2 separate regions of the Mus musculus genome follow, and region 2 is linked to region 1. A link is a contact called in public HiChIP or PLAC-seq data. All regions are on one chromosome and are shown on one strand. Each heading gives the region's core, a stretch centred on a gene start, on an enhancer-like site or on the middle of the called end of the contact. The rest is flanking DNA. Distances are from core to core; before and after follow the strand shown. Region 1 overlaps Gm33390 (a long non-coding RNA gene). Region 2 overlaps Gm41030 (a long non-coding RNA gene).

Region 1 (7,377 bases), core at 2,682-5,181:
GAGGGAGAGAGGAAGAAGTAAGCAGCTTTCTATATGAATGAAGCGGGTAATTCGTGAGGCTCTTGGAAATGCAGGTGCGGCTCTACCAGTCATTTCCAGAGCACGAGTGAACACTATCACGATCTCTGGAAGCACGAACCCGTTAGAGAGGGGCGGTGCATCCGCGGTAAGTAACCACTGAGCAGTGTATGCAGCCCCATCACTACAGAAAGAGAACTTGTCTACGGCCTTAGGAAACACCAAGATGCCCTTTGCCCACATTTTCCTGGCCATTTCACTCCTAGGCTCTTCCATTCTTCCCCAGTTGCCTTCAGCACCCACTGGGCACACCGGTCAGGGCCAAAGGAAGGCAGCACACTGTACCTTCCCAGGAACCCAGAGACAGCAGTCCTTTCCAATTTAAATGCTGAATTGGAGTGGTGGGAAGGGCTGTCCCTTGCCGTCCCTCCCTCCCCCAACCTGCTCACTGCTGGAGGACTTCCCACCAAAGAGGAAATCTGCTGCTTTCTGCCAAGAGTCCAAAACCCCAAGGAAGTCTTGTAGATAGCAGACCTTTGACCTGCTAGACTTGGCTCTGCCTTTGGACCGTTTCCAGGGCAAAGGGGAAACGCCTCCTAGGAGAGACTCTTTGTCCTTGAGCAAGACACCTCTTAGGGAAACTCCAAAATGAGTGGTCAGGTTTTTGCGGCCTCATTTTCTATTTTGTTTACTGGGTCAATGGAAAAATACCTCTCCCTCCCCCCCTCCCTCTCCCCCTTCCTTTTTCCCTCCCTCCCTGATTCTTCCCCTTCTCTGGCCTCCCCCCAAACAAAAGAACAGGAAAAGAACAGATGTTCTGTAGGCTTTTCCTTTGTGCTCTCCTCTCCAGTTTTGAATCAGGAAATAGAGCAATGGCCTCCGTCCGCTCTCAGGGATCCTCTCTTCCTTGTCACCGGGAGATTCTCTTTCACAGGTGAAATGTCAGACACTCTAAATTTGCATATGCCCTCTTTAGCTTACGTCAGACCTTTAGGCTAGTATTGTGTAAAAGTGAGACTTCTGCTGCTGAGGCAGAGTTCTCAGGGAAAACGGACAGGTGGGAGGAGCTGGTGGGGCATGAGTTGGCATCCTTGGTCAGCCGACAATAGTGATAAATAAACAAATCAACTGGTTCACCAAAACTCAAGAAGCAGGAAGAGAGAAGTAGCCGAAGAAATGTGTGTAAGAACAGGACCATGAGCCGGGCAGTGTTGGCCCACGCCTTTAATTCCAGCATTTGGGAGGCAGAGGCAGGCAGATTTCTGAGTTCGAGGCCAGCCTAGTCTACAGAGTGAGTTCCAGGGCAGCCAGGGCTATACAGAGAAACCTTGTCTTGAAAAAACAAAAAACAAACAACAACAACAACAAAGAATGGATCTGTGAGAGGTGCGTCACAGCCTCAAAAAAGGAAACGTCAGCTTTTCCTTTGCTGTTATAGCATGGAATTGCTGAAAGGGGACATTCTTGATGGACCACTTCCCTGGTGGAAGCACTAAGGAATCTTTCATCCTTCTTGAATCTTTGGTTTGTTCACTCAGTGAATACCACACCAAGCCGCATGTGCTAAGACACAACAGCATCTTCCAGACCTTCATGGAGAACCCAACCCATGGAGAACCCAGATGCTATGATTACAGAAGCAGAGTTCACAAGGCTATGAGACCCCAGGTCCCTCTCAAGGCCCGCCTGAGTACAGCATTCCAATGGTGTCCATGAGGAGCTGGTTCCAAAAGCTGCAGGTGTTCAGGTCCCTTGTGCAGAGTGGTATAGTCATTGAATATAACCTGTGTATATACATACATACATTGCATATAATCTACTTACATCTGGAGTATTTTCACCTCCAGGTGACTTATAATGCCTGATATAGGTCTAAGTGCAACGTCAATAGTTATTATATTATTCTGTTTGGGGCATAGTGTCAAGAAAAAAAGCTTGTGCACATCAAACCTAGCCTCTCATTTTCTGCTGCTTATTTCAGATCCATGGTTGATTGAATCTGTCAATTAAGAGCCCGAATCGGCAGGGACTGTCAGCACTTCTCTTGGCCACCAGTAATCAGGACCGTGGCTAAATTAACAAAGAAGAAATCTAGAACAAGACAGCACTGACTTCAGTTCTGGGCCTGGTGTCTGCAGTTTTTATAACCTTGCCCTTGACAGTCAAAGGACATCCCATCTACACAAAATCTTTCTCCTTGAGTCAAGAAGGAAGTGAGTCTGACAATAACTCTTCCAATTTACCAGAAGAGAAGCATTTCCCAGAAACCACTAGTAAGCTGTGACTTAACTCTCTGGCTGAAACCTTGTGATTCAGGCATGATTGTATTCAGGACACTAAAACAGATGAAGCTTTCTCATTTTTTAAAAGACTTATGTTATTTCATTTATATCTTCAGACACACCAGAGAAGGCATCGGACCCCATTACAGATGGTTGTAAGTCACCATGTGGTTGCTGGGAATTGAACTCAGGGCCTGGAAGAGCAGTCAGTGCTCTTAACCACTGAGCCATCTCTCCAGCCCCAGAAGATGCTTTCTAGCCTCCAACATGGAGACATCAAGGTGAATCTGTAGATGTCATAGCTGGTCTCCATCTGGATTCTGACTCCTGTAGGAGACTGAGATACAACCTGCTTCTGTTTCTGTTACTATGCATGTGTCCCTATTTCAATGTATTTCAGTGTCACTTGGCCACTTCCCGCCGAACTCAGCGACCAGTCAGATTATGACACACAAGTTTGTTCCCATTTAAAATAATACATTAGTTCTATTCCCCCCACCTCCAGATCCTCTTCAGATCTCCCAATATACCTAACATTTCTTTGGTTTACATAAAAGCCCTATCTAATTTGCTCCCTAGGGGAGACCTACCACAATAGTAAAGTTGCACATTTCCACAGGGATTTACCCTAAACTGTTAATGAGTTGTGACTTCCCTGTCTGTACAGGCAGACAAAGCTGCTGCACCCCAAGCAGGTAGACAGAATTTGAACCAGATGGTTCAAGGCAGGGAAATGGGCTTAGCAGATCATTCCCAACACCTCCGTGTGTTGACTGAAATCCGTAAGGGGATGGCAAAACACCACCCTTATTTTCTCAACAAACTGTGCACCTTATTGAATATTAAACAGAAAGCTGAACAGAGGAGAGCTGGCTCTGGGTTTTCTTTCCTTGTCATTAGAACCATAAACTTGGCTGCTAGTTTCAACGAATCAATGGGGTGTGTGTGTATGGAGAGAGAGAGAGAGAGAGAGAGAGAGAGAGAGAGAGAGAGAGAGAGAGCTAATCTCATATCACTGAAGGACTTTCCGGTAATCCCACTACTACACATTGAATAAATCAGAAGTGGCAAGGGTGTGTGTCATTTCCATGAGTTCCTATATGGGAAGCAAATCCCCTTTTGCCCGATTTTCCAGTTTCAACAATAAATTACCCCAGCCTCTGATCCTCACTGTGAAGCCAGCGCCATTAAAAGCAGCGCGAATGCAAATTGAGGCGTTTCCCAGCTCTCAACACCCCACCCCTCACCCCCGACAGCCAGTTTAATTAAAGCCAAATTTGGTTGCGGAGTAAACAGGTATTTACAGATCAGGGGGAAAAAATCTGGTTCCGGTAATTAAAAGGATTTTGTAAATCTTGTCCTCTGTGTTAGAACACTTGGGTTTTAATAGTTAATTAAAGATGTCTTAATCATCCTTTGAGAGAAATTTGAAAAAGAAAAGATTAGGGACCAGCCACAAAGACACCACTGAAGTTCTGAAATTCCTGTCTGAGGAACCAGGGTCTCTCTTTACCTCATTGGCACGTAGACTTTGTCTTTCCTTTTCTTTGAACAAAAGGGTAGTCCTGTGCGCTCACAGCTGCTCCACAAGCCCCGGCCAGCTTGCGAGTCACCCACACACCACTGCCCTTGGAGCTAAGGGCACAGATGTCTGGTTCCTATGGCTTCCCAAGCTGTGACTGAAGACAAAGTCAAACTCGTTGGGCAGGCAAACAGACAGATGGACAGATGGAGAGACAGATGGGGCTTGTGTGTGTGTGTGTGTGTGTGTGTGTGTGTGTGTGTGTGTGTATGTGTACATATGCACGCGCGCACACACACACACACACACACACACACACATTAACTTAAGCAAGTGTCTTTCCTATCCAATGGTTTTTGATTTGGTTTGGTTTAGTTTTATTTTGTTGTTGTTTTTTAAGGTAACATAATGAACCAATTGACAGATCAGCACCCCTGTGCTAGGTACTGGAAGGGGACACCAGAGACTATATATCAGAGCACTCCTTGCTCAGGACTGGAATTTAAGACAAACACTTTGTGGCTAATGGTGCTACAAACCCTCCCACCCCCATAACACACACACACACACACACACACACACGCACGCACGCACGCACGCACGCACGCACGCACGCACGCGCACTCACGCACACGCACATAGAAAAGACACACAGGAGAGGACAACCCAGGGCCATGTAATACTGCAGGACAGGGACACACCATACATCCCAACTCTGTCTTCCCCTTGAGAGTGAGTCCAGCTGGCTTTGGCTGGAGAGGAGAAGCAGACGTCTGGAGAACAGTAATTCCAGACAGTGAACAGGACACACAGCAGGAAAAATCGATGCCTGCCTTTAGGAGTCTGTGGCTCCAGCGGCCAGAGCCCAGGGCTTGGCAAGAGTGAGATCTAGCGAGAAAGCCTGGCCTGGTCAGCCAAGGCTACCTATGGCTGGGCTGTGACCAGATAGCCCAAGTGCTGAGCTGCAAGGCCACTCCTGTTGTGTCTGACAAAGTGTGACAGGAAGAAGCACCTCAGCCGGCCCTGCCAAAGTGTCCCCGGAGGAATCAGTCACGCTACAGACCTAACATAAGGAAGGTTTATTAGTGAGATGGGAAGGGGACCTGCAAAAGGGGTAGAGGCAGAGGAAGGAAGGGGGACAGAGAAGAATAGACAGAGGAATGAGGAAGGACCAAAGAGGAAGAGGCCGGCAGGGACGCATGAGGTTAGAGGAAGAGAGAGGTAAGGGAGGGAGGAAGAGAGGGAGGGAGGGAGGGAGGGAGGGAGGGAGGGAGGGAGGAAGGGAAGGAGAGGTGTGAGAGAGAGAGGGAGACACAGAGGTCTCCAGTGGTCTTCTTATAAGCCTGGCTCCTGTCTCATACCTGGAGGGTGGAGACACAAGCTGTTGCTAGGTAACGGTTGGGCAGAGCCTAGAGGAATTGCTAACAGCTCCCCTAGGGCTTCTGTATGGACGTCTGTGCCTGGAAAGATTCACACTAAGTTGGCCATTTCTTCATGATGATGAACTGCCAGATCCTCAACTTCTATATAGCCAATTTTTCTAAAAAATTTTCCTAATGGGCCAGCAAGATGCCTTGGTAAATCAAGGCACTTGCCAGGCAAGCTTGGTGACCTGACTTGGACACCTGGAACCCATGTAATGAAGGAAGGAGAGAACAAACTCGACAGAGCCATCTTCTGATCTTCACGCAAAGGCCATAAGACACTCAGACCCTCTACCATTACGTCTGTCCACAACAGCAATGACAAAGAAGTAAAAATGTAAACACACCATAGAACTTCAAGATGACAAAAACTACACTTTAAAACAGAAAGCCACAGCCTGTTCTCAAAGGTCCTTAAGCCCGACTCTCCCCATCTGCCCCATTACCTGGCTTTCTTACTGTGAGGTGGAAGCTCTGGAGGTAAAACTAATTAGTGACATTTAAATGCAGTCACCAGCGCTTTATAGTTAACACTCTAGGTTGAAATTCTATTTGAAAAAAAAATTTTTTTTTTTTACTCAAAAAAATGTTTCACAGAGTATTTCAGTTATTGTCAGTTCTTGCTCTATCTCAAGTTATAATGTTTGGTTATAATGTCAAGTTATAATATTGTCTAACGAACAAGAAAAAAGTAAACTTTAAACCTGTATCTAAGATGCACTAAGGCCCAAGTTAAAACTCCAACACTGAACACCAAGCCTATAGCCCCGTCACACTCAATGGGAGCACAATCAGGAGGCTGAAGTCCCCCTTAGCTACATTGAGTTTGAAGCTAGCCTAGGATGTATTAGACCCTTAAAGGAGGATGCAGTTTGCCTGGGACATCTGTAGGGATCTGTCAGTGAGATAAAATGGAGAGGAAGGGACGGGTATGGCTTCTGTGGTTGAACTTGATATTCAACAAGGAGAGGGGTCCTTTAATATGCTAACAACACTGAGACTCTCAAGAAAGTATTCGCTATTCGTAAATTGTGATCATAGAAGGCACCACCAAGGGATAATTTGAAATTGTTTATTCCTCCTCTTAATTATCTTATCACCACCATCCCCTAAAAGTGAAAAATATGAGTTTCAGGTCTAGCCTGGTCATGTAGGCTCACCAGTAATTTGGACACAATTGCTGACAAAAATGTCTTCTGAGAATAAAGTTCTAGAATGGCACTTCAGATTCACTCTGACCATCCTAATGAACACAGAAGAAAATCCTTGAAAAGAAGATGGCATCAGACTCATGAAGTGTCTCTTCATTTTCTTCAGAATATCCATCTGTGGCTGGGCATTGATAGAGAATGCCTTTAATCCCAATACTCAAAATGCAGAGAATGATTGAGCTCTGTGAGTTCAAAGCCACCCTAGTGTGCAGAGTGAGTTCCAGGACAGCCAGAACTGTGTAGAAAGAACCTGTCTCAAACAAAACAAAATAAAACAAAACAAACATAAAAACCAAACAAAAACAAAACAGAATATACATCTGTGCAAAGCAGATACTTTCTTGCAGAAGTGTTTGTAACTTGTTTCTGTTCTCAACTTCATTTTGTATAAATGTGCACAGCTGCTGTTCACAGACTACAAAGATCATCAGATCTGAGCCTTACAGTCTTCATGGCACCAAGTGTACAGAGGACAGAAGTCACCTGTCCAGAAACATGAACTGGAAGTTGAGACAAACCCTGTAACAAAGACCTTCATGGTATATCATGAAATCATGCTATGGAGTCCTACGCACCGTGTGTATGTCACTGGTATGACTTCTCAATTGATAGAGAATATTTACAAGTGTTGTCTTTTCCCTTGTCGTGTGTGAGTGTAAATGTGTGTGTACATGTATGAGGGTATGTGTCACTGTGTGTGTGTGTATGTCTGTGTGTGTTTGTATATGTGTGTGAATGTATGTGTATATTCGGGTACACATGCATATGAAAACCAGGGTCATTCTTTGGGCTCTATCTATGCTAGTTTTTAAGTTAGGATCTCACTCACCAAGAAGGCTGGCTGACCAGTGAGCCACGGGGACCTACTAGGATTTCATGCGTGCCACCACACCTGACTTATTAAAACATGGGGTCTGAGG
Region 2 (7,377 bases), core at 3,209-5,708, 230 kb before region 1:
TGATGGCCACAAATCTATGGAGAGCTGTGGCTAGAGACAGGGGCCCACCATCCCTTCAGGGTTTTCCGGGTTTCAAGCCTTAGCTCAACTGGGAACTCAGCTGCCTTTCACAGTCCCACACAGCACTGACTGGCACTGTGATCCTAATTTCCTTTTTTTTTTTCAAGTGAGGAAGAATTATAGACTTCCTTGAGGATGGGAAGCAAAGAAATGCACCAGGGGTAATTACATCCTGCCTCCTTCAGCGTCGCTCAGGGTTGCAAACTGGATGCAGACTCTTTTTCTCCCAGCATGCCCCTCTGCTCCGTGCATTCAACACCTGCAGGTAGGGGGGCCCTCCACCAGCAGCATCTTTGGAGGCCCTGTGAAATGATTCCCATACCCTGCCCCCCAGCACCTCAGCTTGGAGTCTAGGGTGTGCTCTGATAACAGCGGAAAGTTATTTCCTCCGAGTTGAATATTTACTTTGTGTTGATTTTTCCTAAACACTTAAGAACAGCATCTGACAGGAAAGCCCAGGTTCTCAGAATCAGAAGGGCAGGGGCATTTCTGATCACCTCAGTAATGTGTATTCCTCTACCCCACCTCCACCCCCACCCCACCCCCAGTGACGAGACTGCTCAGAAATCTGATGGGCGGGGCTGGAAATTGGGACAATGAAGTAAACACTTGCTCTATTTGTTAATATTTCTACAAGAATTTACTTAATGTTAAATTAAGAATTTAGAGGGGGGCTGGTGAGATGGCTCAGTGGGTTAGAGCACCCGACTGCTCTTCCGAAGGTCCAGAGTTCAAATCCCAGCAACCACATGGTGGCTCACAACCATCCTTAACGAGATCTGACTCCCTCTTCTGGTGTGTCTGAAGACAGCTACAATGTACTTACATATAATAAATAAATAAATCTTTAAAAAAAAAAAAAAAAGAATTTAGAGGGATCGACAACTGACAGACTGACTGACAGACAGACAGACAGACAGACAGACAGACAAGCACAGAGTGTGGAGGAAAAGAAACATGCTGATACTAAAAGAGAAGAGAAGCGGGAAAGGCAGGAACACCCCGCCATTGTTCATCTATTCCTAGGTTAGGTTGTCTTCGCCCCCTCCAGCTCGATACTGTTCTTCCACACCTTTAATTACATGGATGGATTGCATACGAACCACCAGTGGCCTTGTTCTCACTGGCCCTAACTGCTAATGGGCTGTAAATATGGCCTTTAAAAACTAACCGGGGCTTGATGTGGATTTGTGTTCACCTATGTTAATGGCATGCCAGGGAAATAGATTAGCTGCCTGTCTGCCTGCCTGTGACTCGCTACACTGAGCATTTTAGCCCTGACCTGGTTTGGCCTCCTCCAGCATGGTAGAGAACAGTGCCATGGCTATATGCAAATCTAGGCTTTTATGATCCAAAGACAGACTGCCAAGTAAACAAAGCATTTGTGAAAGAGCTCCAGTTACCGTGTGGTAAGCAGCTACAGCCCTAAGGACTCTTTCTAGCCCTCCGTGAACAACTTCGGAGGGAAAAAAGGTAGACTTTTTTAAAGGGAAGGAAAGAACAGAAGGGGAACTCCAGGCTCCGGGCAACAAAGGCGTTACAATGTAATTAACTCCCAGACTGGGCTCAGTGATGGGGCGACATGGCTTCTGACTGCCCAAAGCTTCCTCTTGTCTTCGGCAGGAATTAAAGTCTACATCTGTGTCAGGAGGGCACTCAGACTATTCGCTGCCTGAGACAACCGGGGAAATCAACCCGCTTCAAGGAGGAAGGCTTGTGACATAGCTGCTCTCTCCAGCATGGCTTGCAGGCTGAGCGGAGTTTACAGGACGACTGTTGGATGTCTGAAGTAGACTGAAGGAAGTCTGAGTCTGGGCCATTTGGGAGGGAACGTGATGGAAATATTTGCCCTGGGCTTGGAGAACCTATTTGTTTTGACGACTGCTGCTGCTGCTGCTATTTTCCTTAAAGTGGAAGATAGCAGGACTGGAAGAATGGGAGGCCCTGTCCTTTGGGTCCCGCCTTCTTGCACATGTGCAAGAGAAGAGACGCACGTTGTATATTAGCTGTGCCTCGGACAATAGAAAAGCCATCCTCAGTGCCCTTCCTCCACTCAGCTAAAGAAAGCGTTCATCTCCATAACTCTCAATCAAATTCTTAAAAACTGTGGAGCTAGAAAAGACATTTTCCCTTATTCCACTGGATATGTTTAATATTGACAAAGAGAAAGACAAGACACTTGTGACTTAACAAAGTTCTACATAAACGTGTACAACTGTATCTACTAGATTTTCACCTTAGTTTGAATTTTGATCTTCCTCATTACAATACAGACTTTTCTGCGAAGAATTGTCTACAAAACCCTAGTAAATTCTAATAAAACAAAATGCCTATAAAATTATAAATCAGGCTATTATTAATTTACGCCACTGTGGTAATATTATATTTACTAGATTTATTTTTAGTTTTTAAACAACTATAATTGTAATGCAAGAACGTGTTCAATGTTAAAGATTCTATTTCAAATTCAGTAAAATACTTCCTATGTGGATTAGCTCACACTTAACAAATGTGTCATACTCCATAAATACACCACATAATTAACCCATAGATACACCACACTTAGCAGAAAAGGTCATCTAGTCAGCGAGAATGTAATTAACAACCTGAAAGTTGTTTCCCCATTTTTTAACTCAAACCAGCAGCTCACACAGGACAATAAAAACGGAGGCACTTCCAGTTCTGTTTCTTTGTCCTTCGGGGTCATTGTTTCAAATCTACTGCTGTAACACAGGCAAACACAGGCAAGGGGCAGTGTGAACTCCGAGGCTTCCAAACCATCATGAGCAGACTTTCCAAATGAAAGCAAGCTTATTTCGACACAAGCAGGCACCCTTTGGATTAGCATCCACGAAAAATATACTTTCCAAAAGACTTATAGTAAAACGTGCTGATTTGATACATTTATGTATAGCCACATAGGCATCATTCGATCCTAGTAGTAATGACCTCTATTATGCACTAGTTAAATTGCTAAATTTTTCTCCAAGACAATAATATTTTCTTCCTTTAAAAAATACTTATCTACATTTTGTGTGTAGGAGTGTTTTTCTTCAATGTATGTATGTGCTCCACAGGCATACCTGATGCCTAAAAAGGCCGAAAGAGCATGACTGATGCCCTGGGACTCAAAGCACGGTTATGAGCACCCACGTAGGTGCTGGGACCTAGATACAAGTCCTCCGCAAGAGCAGCAAGTGTTCTTAACCACTGAGCCATCTCTCCAGGCCCCCCAAATATTTCCTTATTACACTATTTAGAGTTGGTGATAAGCAGATCCCACGTCACATGATCTTGTCATTATTTTAACATTCGATGATTTGTTCCTCTGCTGGTATTGGGCAGCCCACTCCAGCTGCCCCGCCCTTGCTGTGAATCCGGTAAACCCAGACCCATGGTAAGCTTAGCATGAGCAGCCTAGGCAGCCTCTGGAGACCTGAGCTGGGTGAGGAGGGCAAAAAGACCTGGCCAGAAGTCACCCATGCTGGTATCAGGATCTCCCAACCCAGTGATATCACATCTAGGTGACAGGGAGACCCTCACACCTGTTGCCAAGGCAACAGTCACCATATTCCCAGAATCCACTTGGCTTACCTCCCACCTTTACCTGTGGTTATGGCACTATCCATATAAAAGGAAGATCTCTCTCTCTCTCTCTCTCTCTCTCTCTCTCTCTCTCTCTCTCTCTCCCCCCTCCCATATGTTCTCAAGTCTGGGTGGGAGGGGCTATAAAGCTTATATTTGTAAACAAGAAAAAATAGGCTTCAAGGCCAAAGTGACTTATCCAGTGGCCCACTGATTTGTCCAGTGGTAGAATCCAGATTAAAACCCAGATGTGACGGCAAATCATGATCATAAAATTGATGGCATCTAAATCAGCTAAGAGACGTATCTTTGAGGAGGTCTGTATCGTTTCCAGGAAGGACTGTCTGAGGGTAGCAGACTGTTCCCCAGAGTGAGGGGTATCAAATGCAAAGTAGCCCAAACACAAAGAAATCACAGGGCGCAGCCCTTTACTGCTTGCTTGCGCCCCTTCATTTCTGGCCGTTGTATGGATCTGTTGCTGTTGTAGCTGCCCCAGCTGCCTCCGCCATCCAGCTACACAGGGCTAGGCTACTACTGAAATTCTAGCCTCTTCAGCATTCAGGCCATTGTGGGCTACCCAACCTATACAGCTGGAAGTCATATTAACAGATCCCTCTTGATAACATCTACGTCTATTTGTTTATTCACTCCAGACCTCGGCTTATTCACTCCAGAGCGCCACTGAACTAGGTCTGAACTCTGACCTGAAGGGGGCGTAGCAGAGCCTGTGGCCGGCACGGGAGCAGGCGCCATGTTAAGGGCCCCACTGCTCTCCGATGAACAGATACATACATCCCCAGGAATCCTTCAAGTCAGCCACACCTTAGAAACCAACTCAGCCTCAACAGAGGCCTGTCATGTGACCTAGGAGCTAAACCGAGTTTCACTCTCTAGTGATTTCTGGATGGCTCCTCCCTCTTTCCCACATCTATCCTCCATATTCTGTCTTCTCAATTCTCCTGTCTTGCTTAATTTTTAAAATGTGTATTTATTCATTCCTTTATTTGTGTGTCAGGTGTGCACCTGATGGCCATGGAGTTCAGAAGAAGACATCAACTACCCTGGAACTGGAGTTAGAGAATGTTGGGAACCTACGGGTGGATGCTGGGAATTGAACTCAGGTCCTCTAGAAGAACAGCCAGTGTTTTTGTTTGTTTGTTTATTTTTTTTGTTTGTTTTTGTTTTTGTTTTTTTGGCTTTGGCTTTTTCGAGACAGGGTTTCTCTGTATAGCCCTGGCTGTCCTGAACTCACTTTGTAGACCAGGCTGGCCTCGAACTCAGAAATCTGCCTGCCTCTGCCTCCCAAGTGCTGGGATTAAAGGCGTGCACCACCACGGCCCAGCACAGTTGGTGTTCTTAACCACCGAGCCATCTCTCTAGCCTGTTACTTCCTTTTTAACCTACTTCTTTAACAAAGTATCAGTATTTTCAGTGAGCGTGTTGGAGCTATCACATTAAGTTCCAAATAATTTCTCATTTGAGACCTTGCATACAACATGCACCTCTAAAGGGCTTGAGAGTCCCTTTACATCCTCTCTTTACTGCAAGCCCGGGAACATCTTGTGTTTCTCTGACTCCTCCCTGGGACATTAAAAAATGATAATCTACCCCTCCATATGGCCAGAACTTGAGTGAGGTTATGCTTACTGATTAGTATTGATCAGTTACTCGTTTATACCTGTTTATAATGGTTTCCCTGCAGTGTGCTCATTACGGTTTCCAGCATCAGACCGCAGAAAGCTTTGGGTTGTATAATAAGTGGAAGATCTTGCAAAGAAAGCAAGTCTGTCTTCAGCCTCTTCTCTCTCCAGTGACAGGAAAAGCCATTTATTTTGTCTCTTTGTGTAGTCTGGCCTTTGCATATGGTCACGGGCTGAAAGTACAGGGCCAGCCTTATCAAAGTCTAGGAGAAGGCTTCCCACCGCTTACCAACAGGACATGAAAATCACCATGGAAGGCAAAGACAGCCCAGGGCTGTGCAAGTGCTGGTATACAGCAAAGCTTGGAGTGCTTCCCTGGAATCCACATGATCAAGACAGCACAGAGCTAAGAGGGAGCTTCCGCCCATCTCAGAGTGGGGGGACAGATGTCATCTGTACCCTTTCGTCTTTAATAGCTGATCTGTTTCAAACAGATCAGGGGACAAAGTGTCTTTACAGTAGCAAAAAAAAAAAAAAAAGTGAAGATTAAGTTCAGGTCCATATATTATTATATATTATATATTAGCTCAACCAATGGACTTCAAAATATACAAACTTTTCCCTCATTCAAAAGATGTGTTAAGGTTGTCATGGCGATTCCAGTCACCAAGAAGCCAGAAGAATTGCATCTTTTTTTGTGACTGTTCGGCACATGCCTTGTATCTTTAAGTTCACCCTGTGGCCTGAGATGACACATTTAACACCAGGTAGATAATTTAAAATTATGTTCATTTACCATTGAGAATTTCTTGTTTTAATTGCCTTTTTCTGTTCTGTTCTCTATTATCTAATATGTATTTTCTTTTCCTTTATGCATGTGGCCATATGGAGATGGTTTACTCAATATAGTCAAATGTCCGAGTCCTTTTTTTTCCCAGCATATACTTTTTGCTACTTCAAAGAAAGCCTTCTCATTCCTGAGGTAGAGGAAAGTCTAAATAATGGTGTTGAAAAAAAAATCTACATTTTGTTCTCATTGTTTTGAATTTTCTTTCTTGTGTTTATTTTCGTATATGATGTTAGGAACATTTTCCAGTTGAAAATTGCTTTAGCACTATAAATTTAATAACTTATCTTTTCTACTCTGATGTTTCTATGCGTGTATAGATGCACATATGAGAAGTGCACGTATGTTCATGTGCACGCATATGAGAAGTGCACATATGTTCATGTGCACGCATATGAGAAGTACACATATGTTCATGTGCACGCATATGAGAAGTACACATATGTTCATGTGTACGTAAAGACCAGAGACCATTGTGGCTGATGCCCCCTAGGTACCTTGTATTCTTGAGACAGTCTCTCATTGACTTGGGACTTTGAAGGGAGCTAGGATGACAGGCCAGGGAACCCCGGGATCAGCTGACCACCGTGTCTCCTCAGGACTGGAATTAGAGCACACACCACCATGCCTGGCTTTTATTAATTGGGTTCTGGACTTTGAGCTCAGGCCCCTTTGTGTGTACACAACAAGCACTTTATTGACTAAGCTATGTCCCCCAACTCTCCACCTATTTTTTTTATTTTCTAGACAGGGTTTCTCTGTGTAGCCCTGGCTGTCCTGAAACTCACTCTGTACACCAGGCTAGCCTTGAACTCACAGAGATCCATCTGCCTCTGCCTTCCTAGTGTTGGGATTAAAGGCATGCGCCACCACCACCTAGCTTCCACTGATTTTTTTTTAATAATGTATTTATATAGTAAAGAAATGGTTTGGGCTGGAGAGCTGGCTCAGCAGTTAAGAGCACTTCTAGAGGTTCCAAGTTCAATTTCCAGCAACCACGTGGTTGCTTTCAACCACCTATAATGGGATCCAATGACCTCTTGTGGTATTGTCTAAAGACAGTTATGATGTATTCCTATACATAAAATAAATAAACCTTTTTAAAATGTGTGATACATTTTTCTGTTTTTAATGCTATTTTGTTGATTTATTTTGATACTCTCAATTTTTTTTCTTTTTTAAGATTTGTTTTTTTTTAATTATGTGTATGTATGTGTGTCAATGTGTAGATTTGTGCTTGTGCAT

What was found. HiChIP or PLAC-seq counts read pairs in DNA pulled down with a chosen protein or histone mark.
Region 2: an H3K4me3 HiChIP or PLAC-seq map of embryonic stem cells shows a contact between it and region 1, with 29 read pairs. The contact joins two enhancer-like sites. A contact is called at or near these places in 1 of 39 promoter capture datasets (cranial neural crest), 3 of 484 Hi-C or Micro-C datasets (Sertoli cells, liver and nephron progenitors), 3 of 115 datasets of contacts at active chromatin or transcription factors (embryonic basal ganglia, embryonic stem cells and pancreatic cancer cells) and 1 of 9 other capture datasets (embryonic stem cells).

The regions. Positions count from the first base shown.
Region 1 is chr13:97,288,780-97,296,156 of GRCm38.p6, reverse strand. It overlaps Gm33390 (a long non-coding RNA gene), which reads left to right. Exons shown (of 3, transcript XR_382781.1): 2 at 2,000-2,231; 3 at 2,417-2,443. Among named protein-coding and RNA genes, the nearest start is that of Gm33390, 6.7 kb to the left of the region's middle. Within about 2 kb of position 3,931, at least 52 of the 459 cell types and tissues checked have an H3K27ac peak or open chromatin away from gene starts, as enhancers often do. A contact at or near this core is called in embryonic stem cells, where this site is marked.
Region 2 is chr13:97,518,217-97,525,593 of GRCm38.p6, reverse strand. Gm41030 (a long non-coding RNA gene) reads left to right here. Exons shown (of 3, transcript XR_001781023.2): 2 at 168-325; 3 at 4,661-4,744. Among named protein-coding and RNA genes, the nearest start is that of Gm41030, 5.3 kb to the left of the region's middle. Within about 2 kb of position 4,458, at least 3 of the 459 cell types and tissues checked have an H3K27ac peak or open chromatin away from gene starts, as enhancers often do. A contact at or near this core is called in embryonic stem cells, where this site is marked.